Regions from separate parts of the Drosophila melanogaster genome. Here region 2 is linked to region 1. The links are chromatin contacts, called in public Hi-C maps. All regions are on one chromosome and are shown on one strand. The core of a region is the stretch at or near the end of the contact, and the rest is flanking DNA. Distances in the headings are between cores, read along the strand shown. Region 1 holds the start of vn (vein). Region 2 holds the start of CG10479.

Evidence for each region. A called contact is a pair of places that touch in the nucleus more often than the background predicts.
Region 2: a Hi-C map of the Kc167 cell line shows a contact between it and region 1, with 3 times the contacts expected there. A contact is called at or near these places in 4 of 107 Hi-C or Micro-C datasets (the Kc167 cell line, cellular blastoderm embryo and embryonic neurons).

The regions. Positions count from the first base shown.
Region 1 is chr3L:5,844,358-5,848,297 of dm6, forward strand. vn (vein) reads right to left here and starts at 1,307. Exons shown (of 6, transcript NM_001014565.2): 1 at 1-1,307.
Region 2 is chr3L:5,973,763-5,977,437 of dm6, forward strand. CG10479 reads right to left here and starts at 2,245. Exons shown (of 3, transcript NM_139749.3): 1 at 1,883-2,245. The coding sequence starts at 1,975.

The sequences.
Region 1 (3,940 bases), core at 57-2,556:
TGTAATTGTAATCCTCGGCGCCAGATATACGATAATGTTTGTCTGGCCGTATACGCGATCTCTCGCCTATATAGCCGTAGTCGCACCCGTAGTCGTAGCCGTAGTCTGATTCACGAGTCGTCTTTTCTGGCACACACACCGCTGCAGATCTCTGATCTCTGATGACGACGACGACGATGATGATGGGGATGGCGATGATGATGATGATGATGGTGGATATTGGACGGCGGATGGTGTACGGCGATGATGATGTGCGATATAGCAGACGCGGACACTCTCGCGTATCTCACGGATACGGATACACGGACGGGGCACACACAACACACACGTCTTCTAATTTTAGACAAAAGTAATTATAAAAGAAAAAACAGAGCAGAGTGCGCCGCGTTCAGCTTATACGCATATATATCTTCTACTTTGGCTTTGGCTAGATATATGTGCAATACATATATACCCGCATCTGCTGATGTATTTGTGCACCTTTTCGATGTCTGCGTGCTCACTAGCCGATTATATAGAAAAGTCGTCGCAACAGTCGGCTCTAGATAAATATATATATTTTTTGTGCATATATATATGCAACATGGGAACGCACACAATCACACGCGCTGGCACGAGAAGCGATCGTTTTTGTTTTATATATCTGTGCGTATATATATGTCTATGTGATAAGTACATATACCAAGTGCAGGCAGAAGTTGTTGCTTCAGGAGAGCCAAAATCTATGAAGATGCCCCGGCTGTTGTTGCACTGTTGTTGTTTTTATTATTATAGTTGCCACTGCTGTTTTTTTTTTATTTCATTCATTCCGCAAAAAGTCCGCTTTGCCGGGGAAAATCAGCAATTGCACACGCTTAATGAAACCGAAAGTCCTTTTACACGTTCGATCGATTTGTGTTGTTCGATTTGCTTGGTGGGTCACTTCGGTTACTCCAGCTGATGAAATTCGCTGGGAACTTTTATTCTTGAATATTAATAAATCAACGATTTTTCACACAGAATTTCACTGATTTCAAAACACTCCACTCGGATCTGCAGTTGTCTGGCTGATCTTTTATCAACGCCCTCAGTGAGTATCTGAACAATAATAATATTTGGCTATCTTACGGATTGCCGACAATCGCGCGCCCGTTCCGTTGCCGTCGAATGGTTTCTGCGGACTGTCGGTGGAAACTAACTGATTGTGTATGTTGGTTTAAAATTATTCTTTTCTCTGCTCCTAACACAGGCGGAATTTCGTATAATTCTTTTTTTATTTGGACGAACTCGCTCTACGGAGCGGCACAGGTCTGCTCGATTTGACGCCGCGAAAACGACTCAAACGTATCTCACCGATGCAGAGCAGAGTTGTAGCATTCACAACGTATCTCACGGATACAACTCAAACGTATCTCACGACTCAAACGTATCTCACTGGTCGGAATTTGTTCGACTGCGTTCGGCCGTGTTCGAATATCTTCGGCACGCTCATTTCGCTCAAACGTTGAGTGTTTTCTCCAACGTTTTCTTCTCACAGCAACGCCAGCATTTTCTCAACCCTGCAGTTTTCTCTCAACAATTTCGGGTGATCCAATTCATTACTTTATATCAATTACTTAAAGGCGATTTGTGGTTAACAATTGGGATATTTAATATGGAACATCAAGGAGGGCACGAGACCTTTACTTATTCGTCTCTAAAAGTATGCTTCACAATATGCTAATTTCTTTAGAGATTGCTCTAAAATTCTTTAAGTCTATAATGTCCTTTTTTTTTCAAATTTAGGGTATTAAAATATATTTTGTAAATCCGATTTACTCTCTCGCTCTCTCGAAAAATCCCTCTATTCCTCTGCTGCAAGGATAATTTCTTACCGTAATAAGTCGATACGATATATGCTAGAAAAACAACGTATTAAAAAAATATCGTCGTTACTCGTTAAAATGAAAACCGAACTAGGAGGGAAATCGAACCCGTTGACGATTAAATAGGTGTCTAACGACAATATTATCAATCCAATAGATAAAAATAGATAAGAGGACAGTTGTCATTGGCTTTTGCTCCGATTTCCAATAAGTTACTCATAATCGTCGAGCTTCTGATAGGCTGCTATAAATGAGTTCCAGTCTGAGGGTCTTTAAAAATTATTGCTCATACGCAAAAAGTTCAAGTCCTAGCTCAATGAGTCATTCCAAGTAATTGAATGAATGATGTGCGCTTATGCTGCATTTGAATAAGTTAAATGTACTGTCGGCGATCTTATCTAGTTCAAGAAAGTTTGGATTCATAACTAATCTTAGTTATCATTACAGAGCTGTAACTTTTTAACAATTTGCCTAAAAGCAATGAGCAATTTGTTAACAAAATTGTGAGCAAGAGACATAATTTTTTCTATTTATTGCTAATCGATCGATCACAATATGAGACCCTTACATAACTCGTCAATCTTAATTTAGTTTTGCTTTCATCCAACAGCTCTTAACTCAACGCTTTCGTTTGTTTTGACTACGGTTCCGGATTTCCTCCCGTTTTTGATATTTTCTTATGATGACTGCGGCGGCGAGTTGTCGTTCTTCTGGGGGCTCAGCTTTTTTCCCATGATTATTTGCTTTATTGTCAAATGTCAAGCCCACAACAGCGACTACAGAAAAAACAAAATGCGGCAGGTGATTCCGTCCAGCGCTTGGAAGTCGTGTAAACTTAACGTTTTTTTTTTTTTTTTTGTTTCTTACTTGCCCCAGCTGCTGATGTTTCACTCGCTGTTGTTGTTATTGTCAAACAAAGCTTCCACTTGTTCTACGCACTGCGCATAACAATAAAAGAAGCTGACAGAAGAAAAAAAAAATAAAAGAGAAAAAGCATAAAAGGGGAGCTTAGGTGGGGCGGCAGTGGTGTGGTGACAAGTGCGACAATTGTAAGAAAAGCCAGAAGCAAAGAAGGGTTCAAAGTCGGCCACTTGTGACGGAGCTGGGCCAACTTGGTCTACGTCATTGCCAGTTTCTGAATGAGCAAAACAGGTACTTACCCTACTTATCGAAACAAACCAGCTGATAAGAGCGCAAAAAAAAAACGCTACCAAATGATAGTGTTCTTATCGATTGGGCCAACTATTGCAGTTCATACGCGAAAAGCGCCCGGAAGCGGAAATAAAGCTCGACACCTGTCGCCGCTGCTCAGCGATCAGCGTTCAGAGTTCAGAGTTCGAGCAGGTAGATTGTCTTGAGTTTGCTAAGCATATATTTGAAAAGCTGCAAAAGTGAGAGAGAGAGACTCCATTGTCTAGTACGGAAGGAAGTGCTGGAAGCAAACGTTGGACAAGCTGCAGAATCCAGGGATCCAGATCCCCTCACTCCCTTTTAGAACCTGGCTGACGACAGACAACAGCTGCCAAGCGCAGCGTCATTGTATCATCAAAACACAAACACATATATATATATACAAACAATGGCAACAAGAACAACAAGGGCAGCGAGCCAAGCCCACAACAATAACAAACATGAAAACATGAAAATTTTCCAAAAGCAATTTCGAAATGCGCGCAGGCGCAAACATTCAATTCCTATTTGTCGTCACAGGGGAGGCCGGTAATGTAAGATGGAGCCGAGTTGGGAAAACAAACTAAAGAAAAACAATTCTAATTTAATTCCCACTAAGTGACTTAATGAACAAAAGATTTAGAAGGGTAAATGACTTACAATAATAGAATGCCCAATACCACTACTGAACATTTAAGAGTTCATATAATCATTATCTTATCACATTTAAATTCACCTTCCGCATTTAGCCATCATTAAATGATTTGCCAATTTCCATTCCAATAACGACTCCATTTCCGATTCGACAAGAGGTTTACTGTTGGTTGTGATTATAAAGCTAGCAAATAGAGCTGTTATATTTGTAGAGCTTTATGGCCAAGAGAAGGCACCTTGCAGTTGGGCAATCTATATGATTATGACATAAA
Region 2 (3,675 bases), core at 995-3,494, 130 kb after region 1:
CTCCGATTTTAATCTAGCAATATGGTTGCAGTTCCACCCAAACATACGGCATATGGTCAACTCCGACAGAGTCGACAGTTGTGTGACAATTTTATTAGTTCTGGTCCCTCTCGATATGTGAATTTGTCGGTGCTGCAGTTCGTGACGATTCCTGTTTTGTATCTTTGACCCGCGCTAGATACGCGAGATGTCTTTTATCTGTTGCGAACCGGCTAATTGAAATCGTTTGTCAGCACAGCCAGTTGGCTCTGTAAACAGAGTGTGTCTGGTAATAGATTTTGATAACGGATGCGGTGGGGTTTTCGGGGAGGTGTCGAGCGATTTATACTCGGAGATCTAAGGGATATAAGAGGGCGCATTCCTGCACTTTTCAGCTTGAAAAAGTCTTTTGTGGGCCTCGAGTCTTCTTGGTAAAACAACTCCCGTTGCGGCCACACCCAGACTTCCCGTTTCAAAAGACAATCCTTTTGGGAGCCAAAACAACCAACACCTACACCTAAAATTGAATGCGAGACGAAGAAGATAGATTTTCATAGATCAAAACAAAGAGAATCCGAAGAGACGAGATACAGAAGGCGATGGGTGTCAATTCCAGTGAAAAATGACTGGATGAAAAATGCAAAGGTCGGCATAAAAGGAGGCGGGGGCAAAACGCAAACTGTCATTCAGTTTAAAATTACAAACTTTTCTCTCTCTACTCTCCTCGTCGTGGTTCTTTTAAACAAATATTTTGATAAATGCTGCTCAGATGTCGGAGCATTGTTACGAATGCTATTGTATCTGTGAGTGTGTGTGCAGCAACTACGGATGCCAAGTCAAATAAGCAGATTAGTGAAGCAAAGTAGCTGCGGTCTTGAAGGAAAGTTGACTTTGCATTCAGGTAGCTGAAAAGGCAGTTTGTCTTAATTAAGCTATCGCCATAGGGCCTATCGCCTTTCGGGCATCGCGGCTAGACGATAAAGCCTAGTTAGCGCTTATCTGGAATCAAAAACAAATAACATATGCGCCTTGTTTGCATATAGAAATGCATTTTGTCAAATCAAATCAATCACTATCTTTATGAGGCCAACATATGTTTTGATTTCAATTCCCGAATCGGGCAACGTTGCTGTTTGTTCTACTTATCGCCAGAAATCAGGCTGCATTTACAATTTGATTTATTTGAATTCAGATTTACGCTCGGCTTAGGTCGCCAACTATCGCCACCCCCTCTATTCGAACGCCCTCTGTTTGCATATATATGTGTATACTTTGATTTAGTTTTTATGCAAATCATATTTATTTGGCCCTATGTGATTTAGTGTTCCACTGATTTACGTCGACAGTCGAGTTTATTATGCTGCGCTGTCGTTGTTCTTGTTGTATCTGCGTTGTGTGGCCGAGCTGTTGTTCGTGGTATCTGTGACACTAAATCATTTTAATTGTTGTCGTTCGTGTTTTGAATACGGCCATGCCCCGTTTCCGCCCCTCCGCCGGTCGACGTGGCGGGGAGTTCACTGTAGATAGTGCTAAGTGTGCGTGGGTGGTTGTCCAAAGAGGTATTTCGATGGTGTGTGGGGAGTGTGAAATGTGCATAGACTGTTAGATTCTACAGAGATCAGCTTGAGTCATCAAGGGCATGGATATTTATAGAGAGGTATTGGGACTGCGGAAGAACTTTCTCATGGAACTTGAAAGGATTCTAAAGTATGTTTAATGCATCCGCTTGTATATCTTTAACATATGTGAATACTGCGGTGCGTAGTCGAAAGCTATTATTTATTTATAATTAGCCTGCCTAAAGGACCAAAAAAGTCATAAATCTCAACTAAAATACATAACTGTTCTTTAAGGGGCTCGGTACTTTAGGTGTCTTAAGACTTGCATTATATCTGAATCTTACCATTTTGTTCTTTTGCTGAGTATCCTTTTTGCTGGTGTTTTTGTTGATGCCATCCGTGGCGCCAAAGCGATTGTATTGGAACAGGCGACCCATTTTCTTAAGATGTGAAGATAACTCTTCGGATTTGTTTACACTTTGCTCTTTAAACACAAGCACAATATGCTAAAGTCGTAATTTCAAGAACTTTATGCGCCCTTCACGAGTGTTCAATAACTTAGCGCGTAAATGGTATTTGAATTGCAGTCGAAGTCCGGCGAGTGTTGAGTTTCGGTTATGGGTTCGTTTCGAATTCGAATCCGTACTCGGATTTTGAGTCCCGGGAGCGATACGAGCGATCGGTTCGAAGTGCGCAGAGGGAATGAAATCCACGGGGCGACTGCATCGAAAAAGTACAACGGAAAATGAGCACGAGACGCAGAGCAGAGCGTGGAACCAGAAGCAGAAGAAGAAGAAGAAGTGGTGTGGTGCGGCGTGTTGGTCGGGCGGGGGTGAGTGTAACAGGGAGAGAGAGTGAAAGGAGAGAGAGCGGCAGAAAGGCAGGGAACGAGGGCAGCAACAGCCGCTGAGATACAAATACAAATTTCATGACGGGCAAGCCGGCGTTGTTCATGCATTTACCGCTAGTTCATTCTATGCCTCTCTCATTCGCTGTGCCTGTGTGAGTTGGTTTTTCTTCATTTGACGTACTCAAAGCACTCATACACACAAACACACACAAGCAGTGGAACACTCAAAACAGCAACAGCGCAAATAGAAGTAGAAACCGGAAAGTGAGACAAGTCGACTTTGAGATACCTGGTAAAGTGCTGCCTACTTCCAGGCGTTTAAACACCATATCGCTATTTAGAAAACGTTATTTCACATTATTCAGAAAAAAAATGTTATATTAGTAATGGAATAAATTTAGGAAACCTTTAGAGTTAAAAATGTCATTCCCCTTATGTCGATACAATGCAGTATACCCGTCTGCTCTATTAATACCGGGTATAAAAACCACGCCAACAAAAAGCGAAATGAGAAAAATTTACTACAACCAACGGAAACTACACTGAAACAAAAAGAAGCAGCGAAAAGAAAGACGAGACAAGGCTGTTTTGGGCAGCGGGCAAAGTGAATGAAATGGAAATGGAATGAAATGCGAGTTTGAGTGACTGACGGACTGACGATGAACCTTGAGGGTAGGAAAGTCAGTCAGTCAGTCATTCATTCATTCGGTGTGCGAGTGAGTGAGTTGGTGAGCGGACGAGCGGGCAAGTGAGTGGGTCTGTCACTCCTCAACAAGTTGAGTCCCCCCAGTGGGTGGCTTGGGTGGTTGTTTGGTTGCAGGGGGTGGCGCCTTTGCTCCATGAGGCGAAAAGGGGAGGGGTGCTGAAGACGGAGCGGGGAATTTGGCCCGCTGGCGAGTCATTCATTTTGGACAGCAAGGAAGCAGCAGTAGAATCAGGAGCAGATTCCGATTCAGATTCCGAATCAGCATCAGAAGCGGCAGCAGTGGCAGCAAAAAGCGACAGAAGCCCAGCAGAGTTTTGACTCTTCATTTCACTATTGACAGATAGCGTTCTTATAGCTATGATCAAATTTATAACGAAATTGTAATAACGAATAAAGATCATTAAATTTGATCTTATCCTGGCCACAAAAGACAGGCCACCATAAAGAACTTAAATAATTTTTGCTGATGAATTACAGATTTGTGTTTAAAGAGAATATTACTTATTAAAAAGGTTGAAAAATCTTCATTAATGAAGTTAAATCACTTATTTCGTTTTGTTATCCCATTTAAATGATACGAT